Regions from separate parts of the Vulpes vulpes genome. Here region 2 is linked to region 1. Evidence: chromatin contacts called from public Hi-C data. All regions are on one chromosome and are shown on one strand. Each heading gives the region's core, a stretch centred on a gene start, on an enhancer-like site or on the middle of the called end of the contact. The rest is flanking DNA. Distances are from core to core; before and after follow the strand shown. Region 1 holds the start of SIRT1 (sirtuin 1). Region 2 holds the start of HERC4 (HECT and RLD domain containing E3 ubiquitin protein ligase 4).

What was found. A called contact is a pair of places that touch in the nucleus more often than the background predicts.
Region 2: a contact with region 1 is called in a Hi-C map of skeletal muscle, with 5 times the contacts expected there. The contact joins the promoter of HERC4 here to the promoter of SIRT1 in region 1. A contact is called at or near these places in 2 of 3 Hi-C or Micro-C datasets (both in skeletal muscle).

What each region holds. Positions count from the first base shown.
Region 1 is chr4:78,773,252-78,780,011 of VulVul3, forward strand. It overlaps SIRT1 (sirtuin 1), which reads left to right and starts at 2,836. Exons shown (of 10, transcript XM_072756149.1): 1 at 2,836-3,336; 2 at 5,097-5,213. The coding sequence starts at 2,913.
Region 2 is chr4:78,965,588-78,972,347 of VulVul3, forward strand. HERC4 (HECT and RLD domain containing E3 ubiquitin protein ligase 4) reads right to left here and starts at 2,929. Exons shown (of 25, transcript XR_012001097.1): 1 at 2,526-2,929; 2 at 503-807.

The sequences.
Region 1 (6,760 bases), core at 1,586-4,085:
TCTGTTAACTGAGCCAGCCAAGTACCCCGAATTTTCTCCCAATTTTGATGGGATACTGACTCTAAACATTTCATATATTACATTCCCACCAATGTGGTTGAGAATCAATTTATGAAATATTTTATAGGTAAGGAAGAGAAAGTAGAGGAGAGAACATGTACTGAAGAGTATTAGCCAGGAATGGTGAGGTGCCTATGTAGTTAGGAATTGGGGAGAATGTTGGAGGGAAGGAAGGGCAACAAGATTCAGTCACCAATTGGTTAGAAGGCATCAATCTGAAGGAACACTTCAAATATGATTCCAGGGCTTCAAGAACAAAAGGGATCACTGTTGGAAATGAAAAGTGACTAGTATGGAAAGTTTCTCAGTTTATTTTTATTTATTTATTTATTTATTTATTTATTTATTTATTTATTTAATAGGCATTTTTTTTTAAGATTTTATTTATTTATTCATGATAGTCACACACAGAGAGAGAGAGAGAGAGAGGCAGAGACACAGGCAGAGGGAGAAGCAGGCTCCATGCACCAGGAGCCCGAGGTGGGATTCGATTCCGGGTCTCCAGGATCGCGCCCTGGGCCAAAGGCAGGCGCCAAACCGCTGCGCTACCCAGGATCCCAGTTTCTCAGTTTAATTTGAAGTGCAATCTTTTTTTTTTTTTTTTAATTTTTATTTATTTATGATAGTCACAGAGAGAGAGAGAGGCAGAGACACAGGCAGAGGGAGAAGCAGGCTCCATGCACCGGGAGCCCGACGTGGGATTCGATCCCGGGTCTCCAGGATCACGCCCTGGGCCAAAGGCAGGCGCCAAACCGCTGCGCCACCCAGGGATCCCTTGAAGTGCAATCTTTAAATCTTTTGGATTTAAAGATTTTTTAAAAATTCATTTATTTAAAGATTTATTTATTTTAGGGAGGGAGAGAGAGCACAAGCAAGCACATATGTGAGCACCAGCACCAGTGAGCTAGGAAGGGGCAGAGGAAGAGAATCTCAAGCCGCCTCCAACGGAGTGGGGAGCCCCAGGTAGGGCTGGCTGCATCTCACTACCCTGAAATCAAGACCTGAGCAGAAACCAAGAGTCAGAGGCTTAACCAAACTACCCAGGCATCCCCAACTTTTGGATTTGGATGGGACCTTAGAGATACATTTCCAACATTCTTTTTTTCTTTTCTTTTTTTTTTTAAAGAATGAAGAAACAGGGTGCCCTCGGTGGCTCAGGTCATGATTCCAGGGTCCTGGGATCTAGCTTCCTGTTGGGCTCCCTGCTCAGCAGGGAACCTGCTTTTCACTCTCCCTCTGTTGCTGGCCCTGCTCTGCTCCCTTAAGCACACGCCCTCTCTAAATAAGTAATATATATATATATATATATATATTTTTTTTTTTTTTAAGAAAGGAAATAAGTTGCTTGCCTAAATTTTCACAATTGGCTCAGTATAGGCAGGCCCCCTGGTTTACTATAAACTTGGAGAGGTCCTTTAGGCAGTTTTTTTTTTAATTTTTAAAAAAGGTTTTATTTATTCATTCATGATAGAGAGAGAGGGGTGGGGGGGGTGGGGGTGGGGGCGCAGAGACAGGCAGAGGGAGAAGCAGGCTCCATGCAGGGAGCCCGATGCAGGACTCGATTCCCGGGCCCCAGGATCACATACCCTGGGCAGAAGGCAGGCGCTAAACCACTTAGCCACCCAGGGATCCCCCCCCCTTTTTTTTTTCCTTTAGATAGTTCTAACGCCACACTGCACAGGTGGTAGATGCCCTACCAAATATTGGCTCTAGATCTGCCATGTATTATTGGAGTCTTTAGTTAAGGCTAGATGTAGAGTGACAGTGCTCTGGAATTTCAGGAAAGTGGAAAGTAGAAGGGCTTCTAGTATGCAAGGAACTTCATTCATTCATTCATTCATTCATTCATTCATTCATTCAGGGACTGGTATTTTTGAGCTACTAGGTAGTCCTCACTTTACATCTATCTTATAGCTTATCAGTATAGGTCTTACAACCCTACAAATGTTACCATTTTAAAGATGAGAACATTGCCTATAGAAAGGCTAAATTGCTCATGCTAGTAGGTGAGAATCTCAAATTCCAACCCAAAGTCCCAAGCGTAGACCCGCCAAGTCATGTTCATCCTGCTCTTTGCGAATGGCCCACTTGACCCGATGCGTTCAGAAGGAATTCAAGACACCTTTGCAGCCCAGGTGGTGCCAGAAAACAAACAGGCTGATCCCCAGCGCCCCAGGTCAGGGGTTTTCAGGGGGAACACATGCCTTTAAGGATGACAATTTACACCACCCTACAAGTGATCAAGTGATGGGGGGGGGGGGCAGTCAGCTAGAGACAGGAGCAAGAAGTAGGAAAAGGAGCCAAGAGGCGCTGTCCACTGGTGTGAGGATGAGGAGTGAACTCTTTTATCCTCTACTCACGCTGGTGGACGCGACTATCCAGCGTGCGAAGCTCGGCCTTGGCCAGCTTCATTCCTCACCGTGTCTCAGGAACTAAGTTTTAACCCTTTACCTTAAACCTAGAAAAGACTAAAGCAAGCAAGCCGTGCGCCTCAGACTTCAGTGGAAACTCGCAGGGTGAACCAAAAACTTGGGCCGGCCGGGCGACAGCGACGCGAGGCCGGTTTCGAAAAGCAGCCGGGAGCCGGGCGAGCGCGGCGGCTGGACGCGCCTGCCGCAGAGGGGTGGGGCCGCGCTTCCTCCCAGCCCACGCCGCCTCCGCCCGCCACGTGACCCGCCGTGTTGTGGTCCGGCCCGCGTGGGTGGCGGGAGCGGCGGGAGGGCGGGGGCGACGAGGCCGGGTCACGTGACGGGGTTTAAATCTCCCGCAGCCGGAGCCGCGGGGGCGCCAGTGCCGCGAGTCGAGCGGGAGCAGAGGAGGCGAGGGAGGAGGGCCAGAGAGGCAGTTGGAAGATGGCGGACGAGGCGGCGCTCGCCCTTCAGCCCAGCGGCTCCCCCTCGGCGGTGGCGGCCGAGAGGGAGGCCGCGTCGCCGCCCGCCGGGGAGCCACTCCGCAAGAGGCCGCGGAGAGACTGTCCGGGCCTGGGGCGGAGCCCGGGCGAGCCCGGCGGGGCGGCCCCTGAGCGGGAGGTGCCGGCGGCGACCGGGGGCTGCCCCGCGGCGGCCGCGGCGCTGTGGCGGGAGGCGGCGGCGGGCGGCGAGCGGGAGGCCCAGGCGGCGGCGGCGGCGGCGGCGGCGGCCGGAGAAGGAGACAATGGGCCGGGCCTACAGGGCCTCTCCCGCGAGCCGCCGCCGGCCGACGACTTCTACGACGACGACGACGACGACGAGGGCGAAGAGGAGGAAGAGGCGGCGGCGGCGGCGATTGGGTACCGAGGTGCGCAGGGCGCGGGCGGCTGGGACTGCGCATCCCCTCCTCCCTCTCTCGGGGCCCCTTGTGGTGTAGGGCTTTGGGGGCTCCGGGGGGCCGGCTGGGGGCTCAGGTCTGGCCTGCGGCGCCCCCTTCCCACCGCGGGCCTCGGCTGCGCTCCTCCCCGGCTGCCGGCCGGGCTGCGGGAGCGGCCCGCGCACCCCCTCCCTCCGCTCCCTTTTTCCCTCCCTCCGCCGCCCGCCTGCGCGGCTTTGCGTTTTGCGCAGCCGCCGGGCCGCGAAGCTCCCGCAGTTGGTTTTAAAGTAAGTTTCTCTCTCCTCCTACTCTTAGCTTATTGCCTTTGTTTAACATCTTTCGCTTTTCCGTACCCCCGCTTCCTTGCACACGTTAAGTCTGCAACTTTTGCCCGTCCCTTTTCATCAACCTTTTGCAGTTGTCTTTGCAAACTGATACACCTGTGCAATTCACGGCTTTTTTTTTTTTTTGAGGGCCTTTATTTTTAAATTTTGAGGAGCAAAGCTATTTCTAAAGTCATAACCCACAAAATTTGAGAAGCATCGCTCAATTTCTGAAATGTTGCAATTAATGCTGCGTATAGGGAGAGTGATAGTACTTTGACTAGTTAAGTAGGCTTTTTTCTTTTCTTTTTTTTAAAATATAAGATTGTGTTTATTCATGAGAGAGATAGAGAGGCAGAGACATAGAGGGAAAAGCAGATTCTCTGCGGGGAGCATGATGGGGACCTGATCCCAGGACCCCGGGATCATGACCTGAGCCAGAGGTGGACTCTCAACCAACTGAGCCATCCAGGCGCCCCAGTAGTACTTTTTTTCCTAATTATATATACTTAGAATGTTTTTTAGATTAGATATAATTTTGCGTGTATGTGCGTATCTGATAACCCTGAAACACAAACTGATTTTGTTGTTGTTGTTATGTTAAAGCAGATGTGTGCAGATGCATCTTTGAGAGTTTTCGTATTTTTTAGTCTGAGGAGTTTCTGTCGTGGATGTTCGTCTTTACCAGTAAATTCAATCTGGTGCTCCAGATTGATCATAGAAGTGCATTAAGTTCTTGATCATAGAAGTGCATTAAGTTCTTGATTAGTAAATCACTTACTGATTTCTGTAAACAGTTTAATATGGGAAACGAATAATGCAAATATATCTTTGGAAGTCTAGTATTATGTAAGAGAAGGGCAAATAATTGTCATGAATTTGAACGATTTCTGTTACATTTTTGACCAGTTTCATGAATTCCCATTACTTGTGATCAATAAGTTCAGTTTAGATTACTACTCTGTGTTTTGATTAAGTAAACCTAACTTATTTCTAGATTTTCATGAGCTGAAAGTTTTAAGATTCTGTGCAGAATGTGTAAAGATGAGGATATATGGCTCTTAGAATGGTGCAAGCTGACCCAGTAGGCGGTTTTTAACCTAGGTACTATGAATGAATGTTCAGTGGTTTATTCATTGAAAGTCATTGCATCATAACTGTTACAGATTTGTATACACTTTATTTTATCTTTAAGGATTTTATTTATGTATTCATGAGAGACAGAGAGAGAGAGGCAGAGACACAGGCAGAGGGAGAAGCGGGCTCCTTGCAGGGAGCCCGACGTGGGACTCCATCCCGGGTCTCCAGGATCACGCCCTGGGCTGAAGGTGGCGCTAAACCGCTGAGCCACCCGGGGTACCCAGATTTGTATAGATTTTAGAGGCAGATTGTTTCATCAGCCTTTAGTTACTTTGGTTTCTTTTGCAGATAACCTTCTGTTTGATGATGAAATAATCACCAACGGTTTTCATTCCTGTGAAAGTGATGAGGATGATAGAGCCTCACATGCAAGCTCTAGTGACTGGACTCCAAGGCCCCGGATAGGTACGGTTTCAGAGCATTAGAGAATAATGTCTTTTTCTTTTTTGAATTTTTTTATGTCAATTAAAAATACAGTTTTCTGTACCCTTATACCTTGATGAGGTTTTTAGGTGCTTCTTGAGATTTAGTGTCAGCTTGTGTTTCTACGGAAGGTCTAGTACTTTGTTCTTTTTGGTTTTAAACAGTTTAAGCCCCTGGAAGCTGGCCTCTGGTATTTCTCAATCAGGTCCTTCTCACACCACCAGTTCTTTTCACTTGTACCTTTCTTGTGTGGAGTGCTTTTTCTCCAGCGTATCTTGCACTCTCTCAATTCAAGTCTTTTTTTTTTTTCCTTAATACTTAATCACTTTTTTTTTTTTAAGATTCTATTTATTTATTCATGAAAATACACAGGAGAGAGAGAGAGGCAGAGACACAGGCAGAAGGAGAAGCAGGCTTCATTCAGGGAGCCTGACATGGGACTCGATCCCGGGTCTCCAGGATCAGGTCCTGGGCTGTGCTAAACCGCTGAGCCACTCAGGCTGCCCCTTAATCACTTCTTAATAAGCTCTGTATCTTAAACATTTTTTGTTACTTCCTGTACTAGGATGTAAGCCCAACAGGGGCAGGGATTTTTGACTGGTATAGTGTTTTGTCAGTATTTAGAAAAGTGCCTGGCCCACAGTTTGTGCTCAATATTAAGTATGTTGTTGAAATGGGAAAGTATTTTGAAGTAGAGAACACCATGAGATTTTTATACCAAAGTTATAACGTGATCATATTGAAAATGGTCTCTTTTCTTTTTTTTGAGAATGGTCTTTTTCCTAATGTGCTCTTCTTCTTTTAAAAGTACCTTGACTCTTTAAACAGCGGTGATTAGTTCCTCCTTAGTGTCTGTAATGTTCACTCTATTTTTGGTTTTCTGAAACTAGGAAACTAAGAAATTTCAGGGTAAAAATTATTAATATTCAAAACATCGGTATGTCATTTTGGGGGATTGGTTAAGATCAAATTAAAGATTGTTACTGGAAAAAAAAAGGTTGTTACTGGAAAAATTTAAAGAGTAATTATGTATAGATTTCCTGTGGGCTTTTGGGACTGGTACCTTTTCCTTTATTGATTGGTAAAACTGATTTGTAGAACTATTTTGTACACACTCTGTTATTAGTGTGTATTCTAGATCTTAGCCATAGAAATTTAATTCTGGTAGGTTTTTTTTTCTCTTATTTTGTTCAATATTGTACTAGAGGTTCTAAATATTACAATAGGCAAAAACAAAAAGGAATCTATTAGAAAGGCAGCTATAAAGCTGTTATTTGCAATAGACAAGATTAAGTAGAAATTTTGATGGAATGTCAAAAACTTACTAAAATTAAGTGATTAGAGCAAAGGTATAGGGTACATGATTGTTATTTCATATTTCAGGGAAGGCTTATGTGAATTAATAACTGACACTTCCAGACATTAAGTACTTAGTAAATGAAGGTGATTATTACCAGTATTTGAATAATTAGTGTTGTAGTCTTTTGACCCAAATCAACTTAACATACTAAATTTTTAAGTATCACATG
Region 2 (6,760 bases), core at 1,679-4,178, 190 kb after region 1:
CCAAATAAAATTTTGTTTTTAAAATACAACAATAGGGAGAACAATAGGAAAATGAGGATATATTTTAGGCAACCTTCCATCTTATTTACTTTTCTTTCTGATGTATTGAAAATAACATGATAGATCATGCATTTAAAATCTGCCAAGGTAGCTGAATAGCACTTATTAAACAGGACCTACATATATGCTCTATACCTATATAATCTGTCCAAAAGAAAAGGTATCCACATGGCATGCTGAGTTTTCTCTATTGTTTTACATAATAATTATATTCTAAAACCAAAGCTTCATACAATAAGGGTTTATAACAACAGTTTAAAAAAATAGAAACCACGAAGTAATTGAAGTACTTAGAAGCATGCAATTGTAAAGGATATATTTAACTCCAGCTCTGCTTTTAAAGCTTAATAAAAAACATAGGTCTAGTACTAAAGAAATTCCTTGACATTTCAAACTTAGATGATATAATTATTAGAAAGAGCAAACAAAATTTTCAACTTACCTGGTTTCTTTCTGGATTTTTCATGACCCAGCTGTCCTAGATCATTACATCCACATGTGTACACTGTTCCATCATCCAGTACAAATACAGTATGTCTGAGTCCACATCCCACATCTCGGACCTTTTTATTTATAAAAAAGTCACTTTTTCTGGGCTCTAGCACAATTTCTTCATCAATTCCACCCAAACCTAGCTGTCCAAAAGATGCATTTCCCCAGCACAACATGTTTGTAATTCTTTTGGTCTTCCAGTTTCAATAAAAACCTTCCTTCTGAAACACTGGAAAGTTGGAGGTATCCCTATGTCTGAAGAGATACAAAAAAAGTTAATATGACTTCAAGGAAAACACATATAATTATTCTCTCAAGTGCTATGCTACAGTAATTACTACATAGTAAACATGGAACCTATTTTATCAGATGCTACATTAAGTATCATCCGGTTTCAGAAACCAAACAACTGTATTTTTAGAAATATATAGAATCATTTACAAAAAAAATTCTCTCCACAATTCTTTGCAAAATTTAAAACCTATTACTAGAGTTGCTACCTTGTGAAATCATTTCATTCTAAGAAATAAAACATCTACCCACTACCCCCAAATCAATATATACACAGTGAAAAACTGTGCCAACTACACAAACAAAACCCTGCAATCCCCCTCAAAGCCTAACATAATTAAGCCTTTAAATACCCACCTCTGCATCAGCAAACTGAAGTTATTTGTAACAGAAATAAAACCAATAATGGAAACTTTAAACTTCCCACAATTTAAATAATCTTCCAATTATTCACACTAACAAGCCCTATAGAACAGCACGGTTCTCTCTTCAAACCTCAATCTTAAGACAATCGCCTCCCAAGACATTTTACAGATCAAAATAGTAATACTCCGACCTCACCACTTAATTTTAAAACTAAACCTACATAATACATACTCACAAAAGAAAATACGCGGTTTAAATATCAAGATGCTCTCCCCAATTCAACATTTTCTATTACGAATGGTAACTGTGACTGAAAAATATTTCCCGTGGGCAATCTGTATCTATCTACACCTCTGAGACAAGTATTTGGAAACGGGAAAAAAAAAAAAAAAAACTGCAAATAACCCCAGTACTGCCGATTTTTCAAGAACAGGAATGGGGGGATGGGACATTAATAGTCTGGTGGCGAAATCTGTAGAACTTTCCAGTACACTGAAGATTTCTTCCCTTGTAAAGATGCCTATCAAAGAGTCCATTTCATGCAAACCCACACAGATTTTTAAACACATCACGTTACTAAATAACAATTACAGGAAGTCAGCCTTATTCCCGCTGTAGTCACCCACATTCCTTACACAGAACCTGAGAAGTTTCAAAATCCAACTTTCCTACGTTCGGGCTAGCTATTACCAAAGCTGTCCATTCCGTGACCTATCCATTCAGAAAAGTTTGGTTTTATTCTTTTGGGACATCGGAACTCGATGGTTCCTAAGAGTTCTGCATTGTCTAACCTTTTTTTTTTTTTTTTTTTTTTAAGAACAGAGGATAGAAAAATACCTCAAATATTTTAGCGCATGAGGGTTAATCATCCTTTTCTTTTAAAAAGTCAGAAGATATGAAAAAGGCGTCCTCTCGCTAGCAACAGGTAGGGGAATGAGAAGCACTTTATTCCCATCATCCCCGGAACAGGCACTCGGATCAGCTCACGGGAACCAGGAGAGAGAAATCGTCCGTACACACCCAGCCCCGCGGGCCGACCGGCCAACCACGGCAGCCGCCCGCTCGCAGCAGCCGCAGAGGCCACCGACAGGGTCCGCAGTTCGGCGGCCCTCAATCCGAGGTAGGCCCTTCCCCAAGGAGGTGCGACATTCCAGCCCCCCGGCCCGAGATCCCCCGCCGTCCGCGCCCCCCGCCCCCCACCCTGAAGAAGCGCTGAGAAAGCACCCAGCGCCAAGCCGGCCTGTATCCGCCCGGCCCGGCCTGCCCCCTCCCTAACGCCGTCACACGCCCCCGAACCCACCGGGGCAACGACTCACCCAGCCCCTCACGGCAGGGGAAGCCCAGGGCGACGGGGGGCGGCGTCTCCCCAGAGAGTGAGGCAGCGCGGCAGCTGAGGCAAGTCTCCAGCTCCTGGACCTTCCTCCTTCAGCCGCCGGCGGCGAACACCAGAGCTCCTCCCGCGTCCGTGCTGCTGCTCCGCGGCTCCCCTCCTCGGCTCCTGTGAAACTTTACCGGGTACCTAGAGAAAAACAGCAGCCGCCGCTGTCCAGTCCAGAGACAGCCGTCAGCGACCCGGATGGAGCGGGCGGGGAGGGACAGGCGGCAAGCGGGGCGGAGAGCGCGAGGGGTGGGGAGAGTTGGGGAAGAGACTGGGGAGGAGAAGGGAAAGGGGGAAGGTAGGTACGCGGGGAGGGGGAGGGGCAGGCCGGAAGTGAGCTACGGAGCACGCGCACGAGCCCGCCCACTTCCCGGTCCACGCGCCTGCGCTGGAATCCTCCCAGGGCACCTCGACTCGCGCGCCTGCGCAGTGTTGCCGCTTTGCGTTGCTTGGAGGAAAATGCCAAATACAGAAGTTGGAGTTGGCCACGGCGGTTGGGAGTGTTTTGCGTGTCTTGTAACAAAGGTTCTGCGCGCTGAATGGCATTTTGGTGAAGAAAAATCTCTCCGTTTGCTGGTTTGGCTTTCTCCCTAGAGGCTCCAGTCTATTAGTTCATGCTTCCTTTTTACAAAGAGAATTTGGAGTGGCAGATACACATCACAAATCCGAATACAAAGACGGGTGAAACCTTTTCTTATACGCTTAGCCTCAACGGGAGCTAATCTGAGGATGCCAGGTATATTCATAGCGATGACTGAACCAGCTGGCAAATGTATCTGCACCACCAGTTCAGGCTCCTGGTGTGATGGCTGCCATCGCTTTCTGCGCTCTGCCTGAAAGATACACTACACAGTGCAGGGCCTCCTTCATTCAGAGAAAATTAAGCAGTGCATGCATGTGACTGGAGTCCTTGCTTCATAAAAACGGAATCTGGCTTTCCTCGGGCAGTGTTCATAACAATCTGTTAAAAATGAGGAAAACTTGAAACAAGGTACTCCTGAAATTTTGCTAGACTTTGCTAGAACCTGTGACATCAGAGTGAATGTTGAGAACTCAGGAAGCTTTCCTCAATAAACCATGTTTCTTTATTTCATTGAAAAATCAATTTCAGATTAGGAAATGTCTGTGCTAGAATGTGTATGTGTATTATCTTCTCACAGCTGCCATAACAAAGTATCATTAATTGGATGAATTAAAACAGATTTGCTGTCTCACAGTTATGGAGACTGGAAGTTGGCAATCAGTGTGGCAGCAGGATTGGTTCTCTCTTGAGGTCTCCCAGGAGAATACTCTCCATACATTTTTAACTTCTGGGGGTTGCTGACAATCTTTGGTATTTCTTCATTTGTCCATGCATCACTCTAATCTCTGCCTCCATCTCTGTATGATGTTCTTCCTGGTGTGTCCATGTCCAAATTTCCCTTTTATAAGGACACCATTCATTGGGTTAAGGTCCACCCTGATCCATTATGACCTCTTTTTAACTGAATTACATCTGCAAAGACCCTCTTTCCAAATAAGGTCACATTTTCAGGTACTAGAATTTAGAGTGAAGCATATCTTTGGGGGATTCAATTCAACCCACAACAATGTATTATAGAAACAAGCATAAAAATGTCAAGATACTTAAGTAAAGAAGGCATAATTTCCATATTGGGAGTGGTGGGATACTAACAAAAACATATGTTTTTATTTTGATAACTTCATTGCCCTGGACTTTTGTTGTCTTTTTACCTAAAGGATTTGATGTCTCAATATATCATTAAAGGGGGAAATTGTGGGATCTGATATCTTTAAGGTGTGTACTTGACATTGCAACAAATAAACACTAAAACTTGAGTGGCTTAATATAATGGAAGTATATTTTATTTTATATTTTAACAGCCCAATTGAGTGTTCCTAATGAGTGATGAAGCTGATTTCTAGGAACCTTGGGAGATGGAGGCACAGGGAGCTCCTTAAAACGCTTGTTGGGGGGATCCCTGGGTGGCTCAGCGGTTTGGCGCCTGCCTTTGGCCCAGGGCAAGATCCTGGAGTCCCGGGATCGGGTCCCGCGTCGGGCTCCCGGCATGGAGCCTGCTTCTCCCTCCTCCTGTATCTCTGCCTCTCTTTCTCTCTATGTCTATCATAAATAAATAAATAAATCTTAAAAAAAATTTTTAGAAAAAACCCTTGTTGGGGAGATGCCACATACCACTTCTGCACCAATAACATTTGCAAGAACCACATACCTAGATACAAAGGACCTGGGAAACACTACAGTCTGAGTTCCCAGGTACTTCTTCTTTTTTTTTTTAAGATCTTATTTATTTATTTATTTATTTATTTGAGAGAGAGAGAATGCAAGAGCACAAGCAGTGGAGAGAGAAAAGCAAGCTACCCATCGAGCAGGGAGCCCAGTGCGGTGCTCAGTCCCAGGACCCTGATCTTGACCTGAGCTGAAGGCAGATGCTTAACTGACTGAGCCACCCAGGCACCCTGCCAGGTGCTCCTTTAAACTATGGAAGAGAAAGCATGAATTAGTGGACAGCTATCCCTGCCATATGAATGCATCTTTGGAATATTTCTAAAGATGAGTCTTGCTTGTTAGAAAGTGGAAAGGACATTTCTAGATATTTGTTTTAACCTTATAAACCTATGAAACTATGGTGCAAGAACTTAGAAAACAACCTTTAAGTTAAGACAGGTGTCGGTTCAGAGGGTAGTTTGGATAATGTAAATTTGTTGTATAAAAGCAGCATTAGATAAATGAGTATGGCTTCTGGTGCTGGTTTCTATGGATTCAGAGCCTGAGGCTACAGACCATCTCAGACTTCTGTCCATCTTCTCAAAGATACCTAAAGACATTTATTAATGGTCTGTTTTACAGAAAATTACCTCTCAATCACAATTTCTATAGGTGGGGAATGTTGATGATCCATATTTCACTGGGTTGTGAGGATTTAATAAGGTAACATGTACAGTGCACTGTACCTGGCAAGTGTTTAGAAGATATTAGCTATTTAGCATTTCATCTCACCAATAATGATGTAATTTTAATTTAGAAGAAATGTAAAATACCTTTTACTTATTGTGTTATTTTCATTAATAATAATAATAATAATAATAATAATAATAATGCCCAGACTGTTGAAAGACCACTAAAATAGATATTCATTCTGTCACACTCTACCCTTTTTTCCTTTCCATCCAGACACACTGCTTGCACTGGATCTCACCTCACTTCCATTTATGTCTCTACTGGTCATTTCTCTAGTCTTCCTTGACCATCCTATCCATATACTACCCTGACCATCCTATCCATATACTACCCCCAACTCTCTAGAATCTTACCATGCTTTATTTTATTTCATATCCATGATCACTACCTTATATTCTATTGTATAATACATAAATGTAGGGATCCCTGGGTGGCGCAGCGGTTTGGCGCCTGCCTTTGGCCCAGGGCGCGATCCTGGAGACCCGGGATCGAATCCCACGTCGGGCTCCCGGTGCATGGAGCCTGTTTCTCCCTCTGCCTATGTCTCTGCCTCTCTCTCTCTCTCTCTGTGTGACTATCATAAATAAATAAAAATTATTAAAAAAAATACATAAATGTATAATATTTATTATATTGTATGTCATATATTGATATCTTTTAAAATAATCAATTATATACAATCTATATATACAGCTTGCCTTGAATAGCACAAGTTTGAACTGCATGAGTCCACTTACATGAATTCCTCATGATAATGTACTGTAAATATATTTTCCTTATGACTTTTTACTTTTTAAATTTTCTTTTCCATAGCTTACTTTATTGTAGGAATACAGAATATAGTACATATAACATACAAAATATGTGTTAATCAATTGTTGATGTTATTGGTAAGGCTTCTGGTCAACAGTAGGCTAGTAATTAAGTATTTGGGGAAGTCAGAAGTTATACATGGATTCTGCAGGTGATCCGTAACCCCTACATTGTTCAAGGGTCAGCTGTGTTATATAGATAGATATATAACTTTTGTCTCCTCCACTGCAATGAAAACTCAATAAAGGCAGGAATTTTGTCTGTTTTACTCAGTGCTCTATTCTAAGTATCTTGAACAGTTCCTAATCCACAGCAAATACTCAAAAAAATTATTGAATTAATTTATTAATAGTATTGGTAGCATAAATTATCACAACCTT